Linked DNA regions of Mus musculus: regions 1, 2 and 3 are each linked to region 4. A link is a contact called in public HiChIP or PLAC-seq data. All regions are on one chromosome and are shown on one strand. Each heading gives the region's core, a stretch centred on a gene start, on an enhancer-like site or on the middle of the called end of the contact. The rest is flanking DNA. Distances are from core to core; before and after follow the strand shown.

Region 1 (3,209 bases), core at 425-2,924, 620 kb before region 4:
CCTCCTAGGATATTCAGCAGCTGGTCCTGTCACCTTCCAGGTCAGAGGAGCGCTGGGCTGGGAAATGGGCAGGAGCAAGGCCAGCATGTGGAACAGTGGTGCATTTTCTGCCGCCACTCTTACAATTTTGTTGTGGATATCTTACCATTGTCAGGAAGTTTGAGACCCTGTGAATTGGGTTCAAGGTCATGTTTTAATAAATTTTATGATTGCCAGAATATTTTTTTTAATAACCCCGTTAGATCTGTGGCCGTCTCCATAGTTTTAAATAGGGATGTAAATGTATATAGGGAAATGTAAATGAGGAAAATACCTAATAAAAATATTTTTAAAAAAAGAAAGTTACTGTGAGGGTGTCTTAAGATGTCTGTTGAGAGTGAATTGTCTGATATGAGGTGGTTTTCTCCAGAAGGTCTACTTGCTTTCTGAATCACCTATTCTGTCCACTCTAAATGTTTTCCTGTCCTTGACCTGTGTTCTTATTGATGCTCTGTGTTGCATTAGTCCCCACTAGAGTGAAATAATTATTGTTGACCTTCTCTGTACTGGTTGCTTTAGTTTTGAGTCTGCTTGCCTTATTTCTGAGGTATGTTTCTTCTCTTATATTCTTGAGAGCTTTTATACTGAGCAGTGTCTATTTTTTACTGTATAAGTAAGTTTCATTCTCCTATTGTCACTGTAATTTGGGAGGATTCCTGACTACATCTATTAACCTAGGCCTAGTCATGTAAGCTTCTACTCTCCATACAGTATTATCTAAGGCCTGGTGTGTTTTCAGCCTCTGAAATTTGCTGCTGAATAAGCTCCCCCTTTTTTATTCCTTCTCAATGCTTACCTGAAATGAATGAAACACCATTCAACTCTGGGCATGATTCATGGTAGGCACTAGCCATTTGTCCTTGACTCTAGTCCCAGGAAGATAAGTTCTCAGTAACAAACCTGATAATAGTGTTTTACAGCCTGGATGCATATGCTCTGTGTTTATGCCAGGTGCCCACTGAGGTCAGAAAGCGTCCTCAGATTATACTTATATTCCTTACTACACTAAATATGTCATGCCATGCTCTCATGTCTGTAGAAGTGTTGACAAGATTCTTTGTATCATTTTGCTTTTAATGTTCTTTTATGTGGTTTATCATTGTCTATTACGTAGTTGTAGTAATTTCATTTTTGTATTTTTCAAACCCTGTTGTGAAACTTCAAGAAGAGTTCCAATATTTGAAACAGGGAAAAAAGAAAAAGGATGAGTTCTTCTCTGGTAAACACTCCACAGGTCAGTGTGCTGTCCACATTTCTTTGAAAAATCCTTTTTCATTCAAACCACTGCATAGTTCTGTTATCTATATGTGGTCATATTATCTAAGAGGATTTTTTCTAATCTCTTCATTTTCTTCTGGGATGAGGAGAATTTAACGGTTTGGTCTTTTCACATATATAACACCATTATATTTTCCGTGCAATTTCCATGGACTGAAAACCTGCAAATCTCAATGGTAATCTATTGTAAATGATGCTCAAAAAATATATCGATTGCGAATTTTTATTTTGGATCGAATTTTGACCTTTTATATTAGTGTGGAAGGAAGGTCTCCTGTGTCACTTAATTTGCATTGGGGTTCCTGTGCTCAGTCTGATGGTTATCTGCAAGCACCACAAATGGATTTGTATTGGTCAGACTGTGGCATGGCCTCAGGGGATAGCACTACCAGGCTCCTTTCAGCAAGTGCGTCTTGGCATCTGTAATAGTGTCTCGGTTTGGTGTCCGAAGATGGGATGGATCCCTAGGTGGGGCAGTCTCTGGATGGCCGTTTCTTCAGTTTCTGATCCATTCTTTGTCCCTGCATTTCCTTTGGAAAGGAACCATTCTGGGTTAAAAATCTTTAGATGGGTTGGTGGCCCTTTCTTCAACTGTGGTCCTTGCATATGCACTGGAATTCACTTTGTAGTCCAGGCAGGCCTTGCACTCAGAAATCCACCTGCCTCTGCCTCCAGAGTGCTGGGATTAAAGGGGTGGGCCACCTAGCCAGGCTCATTTATGTTTCAAATGCTATCCCTGTTCCTAGTTTCCTCTCTGATAATCCTCTATCCTCTCCCACCTCTCTCTGCTCCCCAAACCACCCACTCCCTCTTTCTGGCCCTGGCATTCCTCTATACTGGGGCATAGAATCTTTGTAAGTCCTAGGGCCTCTCCTCACACTAAGCCTTCCTCTGTTACATATGCAGCTAGAGACACAGTCCAATCATGTGTTTTCTTTGCCTGGTGGTTTAGTCCAAGGGAGCACTGTTTGTACTGGTTTGTTCATATTGTTGTTCCTCCTATAAGGCTGCAGACCCCTTCATCTCCTTGGGTAGTTTCCGTAGGTCCTTCATTTGGAACTCTGTGCTCCATCCAATAGATGACTGTGAGCATCCACTTTCTTTCTTTCTCTCTTTTTCTCTCTCTTCCTTTCTTCCTTCCTTCCTTCCTTCCTTCCTTCCTTCCTTCCTTCCTTCCTTCCTTCCTTCCTTTCTTTTTCTTTACTCCTCTCCTCTCCTCCCCTCCCCTCCCCTCCCCTCCCCTCCCCTCCCCTCCTTTCTTTTCTTTTCTTTTCTTTTCTTTTCTTTTCTTTTCTTTTCTTTTCTTTTCTTTTCTTTTCTTTTCTTTTCTTTTCTTTTCTTTTCTTTTCTTAAGACAGGGTTTCTCGGTATAACCCTGGCTGTCCTGGAACTCACTTTGTAGACCAGGCTGGCCTCGAACTCAGAAATCCTAATGCGTCTACCTCCCAAGTGCTGGGGTTAAAGGCATGCTCCATCACCTCCTGGTTGAACATCCAGTTTATTTGCCAGGAAATGGTATAGCTTCAGAGGAGACAGGTATGTCAGTGTCCTGTCAGCAAAATCTTGTTGACAGTTGAAATGGTGTCTGGTTTTGGGGGTTGTTTATGGGATGGATCCCTGGGTAGGGCAGTCTCTGGATGGCCCTTCCTTTAGTCTCAGCTCCAAACTTTGTCTCTGTAACTCCTTCCATGGCTGTGTACCCTATTTTTTTTTGTTTTTAATATTTATTTATTATATGTAAGTGTACTGTCGCTGTCTTCAGACACTCAAGAAGATGGCATCAGATTTCGTTACAGATTGTTGTGAGCCACCATGTGGTTGCTGAGATTTGAACTCAGGACCTTTAGAAGAGCAGTCAGTGCTCTTAACCGCTGAGCCATCTCACTAGCCCC
Region 2 (3,266 bases), core at 689-3,188, 870 kb after region 4:
TTACAAGAGGAACAAATTCAAACACATGATTCTTATGTGTTTTGTACACATGCACCCATGGGGTAGAGAGCTTAACACAAGAGCCAATAAGATGGCTCTTCAGGTAAAAGTGCACAATCCTGGTGACCTGAGTTCTATTGCATGGACCTTCTCAGAGGCATATCCTGCAAGTTATTCTCTGACCTCCAATCTCATGCCCATATACTCATTCAACTAGAATGATAGGTAAATAACAGACAGACAGACAGCAGACAGACAGAATAGAGTCCTGACAGAAACAACTTAAACAAGGATTTCTTTAAGAGGACAGGCTCTTGGTTCCAGAGAAATACAAGCCTGACTTGCAAGGAAAGTATGGCATGAATGTGAATGGTTACATTGTGTCTGCACTACAGAAGCAGGGAGAGATGCATGGTGGTGCTCAGCTTGCTTTCTACTTGTTACTTGTCCCAGGTCCACAGTCCACTATTTGGTGCTGCATACATCCAGGTTGTGTATTCCATTCTCAGCTGAAGCTCTGAGGAAATGTGCTTATAGACATGTCTAGAATCATGTTCCCTAGGTGACTCTAAATTTAGTTAAGGTGACAATAGAAACTGAGATCACATAAGACCACAGACTTTTGTCGCTGATAGCATCACTGTGGTAATGTAAGAATTTTAAATTTGGGGATGTATTGGAATCTGATTTTTCAGGTAAAGAGTGATCAGTCTTTCCTGTGATGGTTGTCATGGATATAACGTCTGCTCAATAAGGTAAAAGATATCATTGAGTGTTCATGAAAAGTGATGAAACCTATTAATCCATTATTATCTGTGTACTACCTGGCACAGGAAGGCATCCTCTTGTTGGGTAGATGACACTCTGGAGTGTTTTCTCACAATCCAGATTAGAATGGTTTTCCAGTTTTCCATTGTAAGATTGGGGACTCCTATTTTGTGGGTTCAGCATCCCCAGAGTTAAGAACCTTTTTAGCATCCTAGAGGCCTAAAGAGCTAAGACAGTAAGCTAGGCAGAGTGATGCATTCTTTTTTTTTTAAGATTTATTTATTATATATAAGTACACTGTAGCTGTCTTCAGACACACCAGAAGAGGGCGTCAGATCTCGTTATGGATGGTTGTGAGCCACCATGTGGTTGCTGGGATTTGAACTCCGGACCTTTGGAAGAGCAGTCGGGTACTCTTACCCACTGAGCCATCTCACCAGCCCAGAGTGATGCATTCTTACAAATCAGAATGGAATTAGAGGAGAGGGGATGTCTGTAAATTCAAGGCAAGTCTTGTCTACACAGAAAGTTCTAGGACAACTTCCCTCTTCTGAGATTGAAACTATGTGACATAACTTGGCTTATTTATTCATTCTTTTTTTTTTTTAATTTTGAGACAGATCTCACTGTGGAGTCTTGTCTGGAACTCCCTATGTAAACCAGGTTGATCTTGTATTCACAGAGATCTACCCTTCTCTAGCTCCCCAGAACTGGATAAAGTTGTATACCACCATGCCTGCCTAGTTCCATTTTTGATAGGATTTCTTAAGCAGCCCTGGTAGAATTTAGACTCAGCATCTCACTGAGGTTAATCTTGAACTTCTGATCCTGCTGCCTCACTTCCCTAAGTGCTAGGTTATAGCCTTCTGCTGCCACACAGGGTTTTATGAGTGCAGTGGATTGAACTCATGGCTTCCTTCAGGCTACACAAGTATTACAGAGAACTCCTTCCATAGTCTGGACCTTAGGCTGAATCATTTTCTCTTTTACGTGTCTGGATACCTCGAGTTACATGGTGATTTTGTGAAAGAAATTGAGCATCTGAATGCTTTTTAATATAAATCCGAGCCTTGGAGAAGGACACACGGATCAGCCGAGGCTAGGAAAAGCTGTCCCACAACCTGAGCCTGTGCGATGGGCCACTCCACAGGTAGGGACCCAAAGGTCTGATCAGGTCATTTGGATATGAGGGCCTCTTGGGAGGCTCCCAGTCTGGAGTGTTTGAAATGAGACACAGACCACAGAATTCGGTGTGACTTCAAAGAATGATGGCTTCCAGAAACTCTAACTTTCTAACTATACTGAATGCTGACGGTAACTTCTAAAAAGGCATATATATATATTTTTTTTGTTTATTCTGAGAGTTAAAAGCTACTGGCTTAGGCAATTAGGCAATTACCACCTGTAGCCTAACAGCAGGATTGTAAGTAATGTAGCCTCTGTGCTGTCTCCCATGAATTGCAGCGCACAAACTTACAGCCTGCTGCTTGATTTGGAGGAAAGAAAGGGGACACTTTAAAAAGAGATTTTAATGTTCATTTCTAAGTTGTAAATCTTTCCTATGAAAGCTCTCTAAGAAAAGGGGGGAAAGCTGAATGATCTAGAGCTGAACAAGGGAAATTTGTGCTCCTCACTTTATCCTCAGCCCTTATACATCTTCCAGAATACATGACCACATGGTAAAAAATGATCACAAGTTTACACATAAATTCAAATCATAAATCGAATAAGAAGTTTAAAACACTGAATGTTAACATGCATATTCATTAAGAGTAATTACATGGTTATACATTCCTCACCTATCACAGGTCCACAGGTTCACAGAGGGTTAAAAATAGTAAGTAAGTTATTAGTAAAGTTTTGCAAATATAAATCTAGCCAATCTCTTTTCTTCTGTTCTTGTACCTATAATAAATCATTCATTCCCTTTTTATGACTTTTAACTAATGCTTTTACAACCTCTGAGCAGAAAAATGTCTGGTTTTTATCTCCGAAGTGAGAATAAAGGATAGCAGAGTTTTCACTGCAGTTCTGACTATCAGAATGGTATTAATTTTGTTATTAAAAGAGCTTAGTAATTAACATCAACTTAGGAATTTTTTGGATCATTATTGTATAGGATAAAGAAACTATCTACATATCTTTAGTGTATCACTACAAGTTAGTTCATCTTGTAGTTCTTCAGAGATCTGCTCAACCTTGTGAACTGATTCCTAATGGTCTATATTTATGTTTAATAGTGACAGGAAAAGCACATTAAGAGCAGCAATCTTTCCTTAAGTGATTTTCTCCAGGACCTTGCCTACTGAAGCTCTTTCATAATTTTGCTAGCCTAAAGTGAAGTAATCTCAGGAAGATCACCAGTTTGTTGTCCTCAGATATTAGGACATATTAACTTGTCCTTTGATAGCTCTTACTAATTGTATATCTTCAGGAATTAATAAGGATTTTTCTATTAGGATGATTGTAAAGCGCCCTGCTTATGTTTTGCTGCCAGT
Region 3 (3,222 bases), core at 263-2,762, 570 kb before region 4:
AGAATGAAGCGTACATACATACAGGAATAAAAGCAAACTTTCCAAAAGACAGGACATGTGTAACATTTGTCTGTTTTAAATTACAGGGATATAGGCTCATCAGGGGTTAAATACCCAAGCTGAGCTAACAGCTTTGCAGGAATGCAGGAGCAGTTTCTCTGAGTGCAATGGTGATTTGTAATGTAAGATCTTGCTAAGTTACCTTCATAGGAAAAGCAACAAGCTTTTGTTAAGAAATTAAATTAATCCTTACCTTCATGTATATGACCAAGAAGCATAGAATGAACTTGAACATGCCCATTAGAGGAAAGGCAATTTCTAAATTGAAGCAAGACTTGTAATTCTGAAAGGTGGGGATAAAATAGTAAAATACCTGTTATACAGTTTTTAAAAGGGGGCTTGTCCTTCATATATAAAAGACAATGTATCTCAGCTACATCATGGTCAGGAGTCATAGTGGAAGAGTAGTCTGGAGTATTTGTGGTACCACCTTAAGCTGAAGTTGCTGTGCCTTACTCCCAGAACATTCAGCAGCCGGTCCTTTCAACTTCAAGGTCAGAGCAGCTGTTGGGCTGGGAAATGGGCAGGAGAACAGGGGTGTGGGCAGGGGTGTATTTTCTCCTGCCACTCTCACAATTCTGTCATGGATATCTTACCATTTTGGGGAAGTTTGAGATACTATGAACCTGGGGTTTTTGGTGATGTTTTAATTAATTTTATAATTTCCAGAATTTTTTCTAAAATATCCTCTTAGATCCGTGGCAGTATCTGTAGTTTGTACACAGGAATTCTCTATGCTAAAGCCTCAATAAAGCTCCTTGAACTCAAATTCTCCCATGTTTCCTAACTCCCCTGTTTCTCTGTTTGCTACTTCATTTCCCTTTTAACAGGGGACTGAATAGACATCCCAAGAGAGCATTTTAGATATTAGTCATATGAGGGACCATTGCAGATTTGATTGAATTAGAAAATGTAGGTTATAAAGCACCATCATATGACTGTAAATACTAACATTTACTGAATAAAGTTACACTCTCCATTAATTTCTCCATTAATATACTAAGGTATATGCAGGCTTTGATCTAAATACACCATTCAGAATATGTCTTCACAGGCTTAGATATTAATATTACATCTTAGGTTTGAATGAAAATGAAAACAAGATTGCTGCAAATTATGACTGAGAAGAACATATATTGTAGGTTCTGTTAACCCAGGGTATCACCAGAGAAAAACCAATTCCACCATATGGCAAGCTTTATTAATATTTATATCCTGACTAAGATATGGACTTTCCTCACATGATACAGGGGGTTGTATAGGGTATTGTAATTTCCTATGAGGCTTTATTAGTTTCCTAAGACTTGCAGCCTGCAGCATTCCAAGAAGTTACCTGTTCTTCTGCTGGTGGTGCTTAGAGGTTAATTTTTGGCATTTCAGTCTGAGGGAGAAAGCAGTCTGAGTTCTCTGGTTGGATCCAGAATCAGGAGCCAAGAAAGCACCTAGGCAACAATGTCTGCATTGATATGTTAATAGGCACCCCAGTTAGCTTTTCCTCCTGAATTTCTTTAAATACTTCCAAAGTTCAGCCCAGCATGCTTTGAGAGAATGATAGCAGGCTAAAATATTTTTATATGTAGACAACTTCCTGTAGATTAAGACAGAATTAGATAGCATTTTTAAACAATTTTGATTGCTCACTTACATGAGGAAAAATGGCTCCTTAGTTCATGAAAAGCACTCTGCCTATGCACATTCATGTTTTGTTGAATTCTGCAATGTGGACTTCTTGCAGATGTGGGAATGCTTAGACCCTGCACTCAGGGTCTTTTTCAGAGACCTCTTGTTGGAGAAGATCAACTGTCTGCATTCTTTTTTTTTCATTTTTTATTAGATATTTTCTTCATTTACATTTCAAATGCTATCCTGAAAGTCCCTTTTACCCTCCCCCTGCCGTGCTCCCCTACCCACCCATTCCCACTTCTTGGCCCTGATGTTCCCCTGTACTGGGACATATAAAGTTTGCAAGACCAAGGGGCCTCTCTTCCCAATGATGGCAGACTGGGCCATCTTCTGCTACATATGCAGCTAGAGACACGAGCTCAGGGGGGTACTGGTTAGTTCACGTTGTTGTTCCACGTATAGGTTGCAGACCCCTTCAGTTCCTTGGGTTCTATCTCTTCCTCCTCCATTGGGGGCCCTGTGTTCCATCCAATAGATGACTGTGAGCATCCACTTCTATATTTGCCAGGCACTGACATAGCCTCACAAGAGACAGCTATATCAGGGTCCTTTCAGCAAAATCTTGCTGGTGTATGCAATAGTGTCTGCTTTTGGTGGCTGATTATGGGATGGATCCCCAGGTGGAGCAGTCTCTGGATGGTCCTTCCTTTACTCTCAGCTCCAAACTCTTTCTCTTTAACTCCTTCCACGGGTATTATGTTTCCTATTCTAAGACGGAATGAAGTATCCACACATTGGTCTTTCTTCTTAATTTTCTTGCGTTTTGCAAATTGTATCTTGGGTACTCTAAGTTTCTGGGCTAATATTCACTTATCAGTGAGTGCATATCAAGTGAGTTCTTTTGTGATTGGGTTACCTCTCAGGATGATCTCCTCCAGATACATATATTTACCTAAGAATTTCATAAATTCATTGTTTTTAATAGCTGAGTAGTACTCCATCATGTAAATGTACCACATTTTCTGTATCCATTCCTCTGTTGAGGGACATCTGGGTTCTTTCCAGCTTCTGGCTAAAATAAATAAGGCTGCTATGAACATAGTGGAGCATGTGTCCTTTTTACCAGTTGGAACATCTTCTGGGTATATGCCCAGGAGAGGTACTGCTGGATCTTCTGGTAGTACTATGTACAATTTTCTGAGGAACCACCAGACTAATTTCCAGGGTGGTTGTACAAGCTTGCAATTTCACCAGCAATGGAGGAGTGTTCCTTTTTCTCTACATTCTATCCAGCATCTGCTGTTACCTGAATTTTTGATCTTAGCCATTCTGACTAGTATGAGGTAGAATCTCAGGGTTGTTTTGATTTGCATTTCCCTGATGATTAAGGATGTTGAACATTTTTTCAGGTGCTTCTCAACCATTCAGTTTAGGAAGTTGTTTCCTGATCCAACAAGTTCAAAGCTATTCTCCACTTTTTGTTCCATTAGATTAAGTATGTCTGGATTTATAATGAGGTCTTCGCTTCACTTGGACTTG
Region 4 (3,639 bases), core at 1,014-3,513:
CTGGAGTTTTCATTGACTTTTAAGCAATATTTATCAATTAAAAAAAATTAGCTGTCTTTAGATTTATCATTATATAAACATTTATTTTTAATTTTTTTATTTTTCCAATTTTTTATTAGGTATGTTCTTCATTTACATTTCAAATGCTATCCCAAAAGTTCCATATACCCTCCCCCCTTGCTCCCCTACCCACACACTCCCACTTCTTGGCCCTGGAGTTCCCCTGTACTGGGGCATAGAGACATGAGTTCTGGGGGTACTGGTTAGTTCAAATTTTTGTTCCACCTATACGGTTGCAGACCCCTTCAGCTCCTTGGGTACTTTCTCTAGCTCCTCCATTGGGAGCCCTGTGTTCCATCCAATAGCTGACTGTGAGCATCCACTTCTGTGCTTGCCAGGCACAAATTATTGCTGGTGTATGCAATAGTGTCTGAGTTTGGTGGCTGATTATGTGATGGATCCCCAGGAGCAGCAGTCTCTGGATGGTCCATCCTTTCGTCTCACCTCCAAACTTTGTCTCTGTAATTCCTTCCATGATTGTTTTGTTCCAAATTCTAAGAAGGGGCGAAGTGTCTACACTTTGGTCTTCATTCTTCTTGAGTATCATATGTTTTGCAAGTTGTATCTTGGGTATTCTAAGTTTCTGTGCTAATATCCATTTATCAGTGAGTACATATTATGTGAGCTCTTTTGTGATTGATTGGGTTACCTCACTTAAGATGATGCCCTCCAGATCCATCCATTTGCCTAAGAATTTCATAAATTCATTGTTTTTAACTGCTGAGTAGTACTCCATTGTGCAAATGTTCCAAATTTTCTGTATCCATTCCTCTGTTGAGGGACATCTGGGTTTTTTCCAGCTTCTGGCTATTATAAATAAGGCTGCTATGAACATAGTGGACCATGTGTTCTTATTACCAGTTAGAACATCTTCTGGATATATGCCCAGGAGAGGTATTGCTGGATCCTCCGGTAGTACTATGTCCAATTTTCTGAGAAACCGCCAGACTGATTTCCAGAGTGTTTGTATAAGCTTGCAATCCTACCAACAATGGAACAGTGTTCCTCTTTCTCCACATCCTCTCCAGCATCTGCTGTCACCTGAACTTTTGATCTTAGCCATTCTGAGTGGTGTGAGTGGAATCTCAGGGTTGTTTTGATTTGCATTTCCCCAATGATTAAGGATGTTGAACATTTTTCTAGGTGCTTCTCAGCCATTCCATATTCCTCTGTTGAGAATTCTTTGTTTAGTTCTGAGCCCCATTTTTAAATTTTTTTTTAAAATTTTCTGGAGTCCATTTTCTTGAGTTCTTTATATATATTGGATAATCCTCCCCTATCTGATTTAGGATTGGTAAAGATTTTTTCCCAGTTTGTTGGTGGCCTTTTTGTCTTATTGGCAGTGTCAAGGCTGCCCACTTTCTCCCAACCTATTCAATATAGTACTTGAAGTCCTAGCCAGAGCAATTTGACAACAAAAGGAGATCAAGGGAATACAAATTGGAAAGGAAGAAGTCAACATATCACTATTTACAAATGATATGATAGTATATATAAGTGACCCTAAACATTCCACCAGAGAACCCCTACACCTGATAAACAGCTTCAGTGAAGTAGCTGGAAATAAAATTAACTCAAACAAATCAATGGCTTTTCTCTACACAAAGAATAAACAGGCTGAGAAAGAAATTAGGGAAACAACACCCTTCACAATAGTCACAAATAATATAAAGTACCTTGGTGTGACTCTAACTAAGGTAGTGAAAGATCTGTATGATAAGAATTTCAAGTCTTTGAAGAAAGAAATCAAAGAAGAAATCAGAAGATGGAAAGATCTCCCATCCTTATGGATTGGCAGGGTCAATATAGTAAAAATGGCTATTTTGCTGAAAGCAATCAGATTCAATGTAATCCCCATCAAAATTCCAACTCAATTCTGCAAAGAATTAGAAAGGACAATCTGCAAATTCATCTTGAATAACAAAAACCTAGGATAGGAAAAACTCTTCTCAATGATAAAAGAATCTCTGGTGGAATCACCATGCCTGACCTAAAGCGGTACTACAGAGCAATTGTGATTTAAAACTGCATGGTACTGGTATAGCGACAGATAGGTAGACCAAAGGAATAGAATTGAAGACCCAGAAATGAACCCACACACCTATGGTCACTTGATCTTTGACAAGGGAGCTAACACCATCTTTTAAATAGAAAACTTGTTCAATGCCTGACCCCCATGGTGCCTGTCAACCACCCTAAATGTCAGTTTGGGACATCTGATGCCTTTTTCTGAGTCCAGTTAGCAACAGCACAGAGCATATTACACATATGCTCTGTAAAGAGGTAAAACTCTGCTAAAATTAAAAAAAAAAGAAATCATTGAAAATGTATGGAAAAATATGGTATGAATTTTCTTCTTCATATTCTGTCTGTATAATCAATTTTGTATGAAACTATTTTAAATATTATTTTCCTATTTCAAGATTTATCTTCAAGATTTTCCTAATGACCATGTAATTGACTTTCTATATAAGAATAAATATTAGGGATTTTATAATTTATTGAACTGTGCATATGAATGATGAGATCACCACTCTATTCATACCTCTGTGTATGTTAATAAACATAGAAATGATAATTGTAATGCATTGTAAAATTAGGACAATTCAAATTTCTATACTTTTTTGGTCTGAAATATTTGGAGAATTCTTTAGACAATCATCATTTCACCTTGCAAGCAGTACATGCATATTCACATGTCATGCTTCTATTTTCTATTTTCCATGTAAATGAAGGTCTTCCTATTCTTCATGTGTATCTTTTAGATTGAAGTTATTTGCTCACACTAGATCACAATATCAGCCCTTCCTCTTCTCCCTATAACCCCTCACACAAGTCTCCCCTCATTCTACTTAGAAGCAGGAATCCTTGACGATTGTATGTAGAACAAGTGAAGATATTTGCCTAATCTATAGGTATCCTGATCATGCTGTCTTTTGACTTACAGAAGGGTTTCACATTTATGATGTTCCATTTATTAATTCTTGACCTTAGTATCAGGGCTATGGGTGTTCTATTAAGGAAGTTGTTTTCTATTCCAATGAGTTCAAGGCTATTCCCCACTTTTTGTTCTATTAATTTAGATGTGTATAGATTCATAATGAGGTCTTTGATTCATTTGGACTTGAGTGATATGCAGGGTGATAAATATGGATCTATATGCATTTTACTGCATGAAGACATCCAGTTAGACCACATCATTCATAGAAGATGCTCTCCACTTTCAATGTATGGTTTTAGCTTCTTTGCCAATAATTGTGTCCGTAGGTGAGTGGGTTTATTATTGTGTGTTCTATTGAATTCCAATGATCCACCTATCTAGTTCTATACCAGTACCGTGCAAAATTTTATTACTAATTTTTGTGCTGTAAAGCTTAAAATTACAGATATTGATGCCTCCAGAAGTTCTTTTTGTTGTTGTTCAGAAATATTTTATCTATCCTGTGTTTTTTTGCTTTTCCATATGAAGTTGCGATTTTTTCTTTCAAAATCTGTGAAGAATTGTGCTGGAATTTTGAAGGGAATTGCACTGAATCTCTAAGTTTCTTTTTGGTAAGATGGACATATTCATTATGTTTA

What was found. HiChIP or PLAC-seq counts read pairs in DNA pulled down with a chosen protein or histone mark.
Region 1: a contact with region 4 is called in an H3K4me3 HiChIP or PLAC-seq map of embryonic stem cells, with 7 times the contacts expected there. The contact joins two enhancer-like sites. A contact is called at or near these places in 5 of 15 datasets of contacts at CTCF or cohesin (CD8 T cells, the NIH/3T3 cell line, embryonic stem cells and 1 more), 2 of 484 Hi-C or Micro-C datasets (bone marrow-derived macrophages and pancreatic cancer cells), 43 of 115 datasets of contacts at active chromatin or transcription factors (the 230-238 cell line, CD4 single positive thymocytes, CD8 T cells and 20 more) and 4 of 9 other capture datasets (embryonic stem cells, embryonic tail, embryonic trunk and 1 more).
Region 2: an H3K27ac HiChIP or PLAC-seq map of embryonic stem cells shows a contact between it and region 4, with 17 times the contacts expected there. The contact joins two enhancer-like sites. A contact is called at or near these places in 2 of 15 datasets of contacts at CTCF or cohesin (both in the NIH/3T3 cell line), 1 of 484 Hi-C or Micro-C datasets (nephron progenitors) and 26 of 115 datasets of contacts at active chromatin or transcription factors (the NIH/3T3 cell line, bone marrow-derived dendritic cells, cardiomyocytes and 9 more).
Region 3: a contact with region 4 is called in an H3K27ac HiChIP or PLAC-seq map of embryonic stem cells, with 7 read pairs. The contact joins two enhancer-like sites. A contact is called at or near these places in 5 of 115 datasets of contacts at active chromatin or transcription factors (embryonic basal ganglia, embryonic stem cells, extraembryonic endoderm stem cells and 1 more).

What each region holds. Positions count from the first base shown.
Region 1 is chr4:145,432,542-145,435,750 of GRCm38.p6, forward strand. Gm42346 (gastrula zinc finger protein XlCGF71.1-like) reads left to right here. Exons shown (of 3, transcript XM_030253952.1): 2 at 1,205-1,273. Among named protein-coding and RNA genes, the nearest start is that of Gm42346, 22 kb to the left of the region's middle. Within about 2 kb of position 1,675, at least 6 of the 459 cell types and tissues checked have an H3K27ac peak or open chromatin away from gene starts, as enhancers often do. A contact at or near this core is called in embryonic stem cells, where this site is marked.
Region 2 is chr4:146,923,588-146,926,853 of GRCm38.p6, forward strand. All of the region lies in intron 6 of Zfp993 (zinc finger protein 845), which reads left to right. Among named protein-coding and RNA genes, the nearest start is that of Gm21411, 24 kb to the left of the region's middle. Within about 2 kb of position 1,939, at least 13 of the 459 cell types and tissues checked have an H3K27ac peak or open chromatin away from gene starts, as enhancers often do. A contact at or near this core is called in embryonic stem cells and expanded potential stem cells, where this site is marked.
Region 3 is chr4:145,488,074-145,491,295 of GRCm38.p6, forward strand. No RefSeq gene overlaps it. Among named protein-coding and RNA genes, the nearest start is that of Zfp990, 21 kb to the right of the region's middle. Within about 2 kb of position 1,513, at least 1 of the 459 cell types and tissues checked has an H3K27ac peak or open chromatin away from gene starts, as enhancers often do. A contact at or near this core is called in embryonic stem cells, where this site is marked.
Region 4 is chr4:146,053,283-146,056,921 of GRCm38.p6, forward strand. No RefSeq gene overlaps it. Among named protein-coding and RNA genes, the nearest start is that of Zfp987, 42 kb to the right of the region's middle. Within about 2 kb of position 2,264, at least 10 of the 459 cell types and tissues checked have an H3K27ac peak or open chromatin away from gene starts, as enhancers often do. A contact at or near this core is called in embryonic stem cells and expanded potential stem cells, where this site is marked.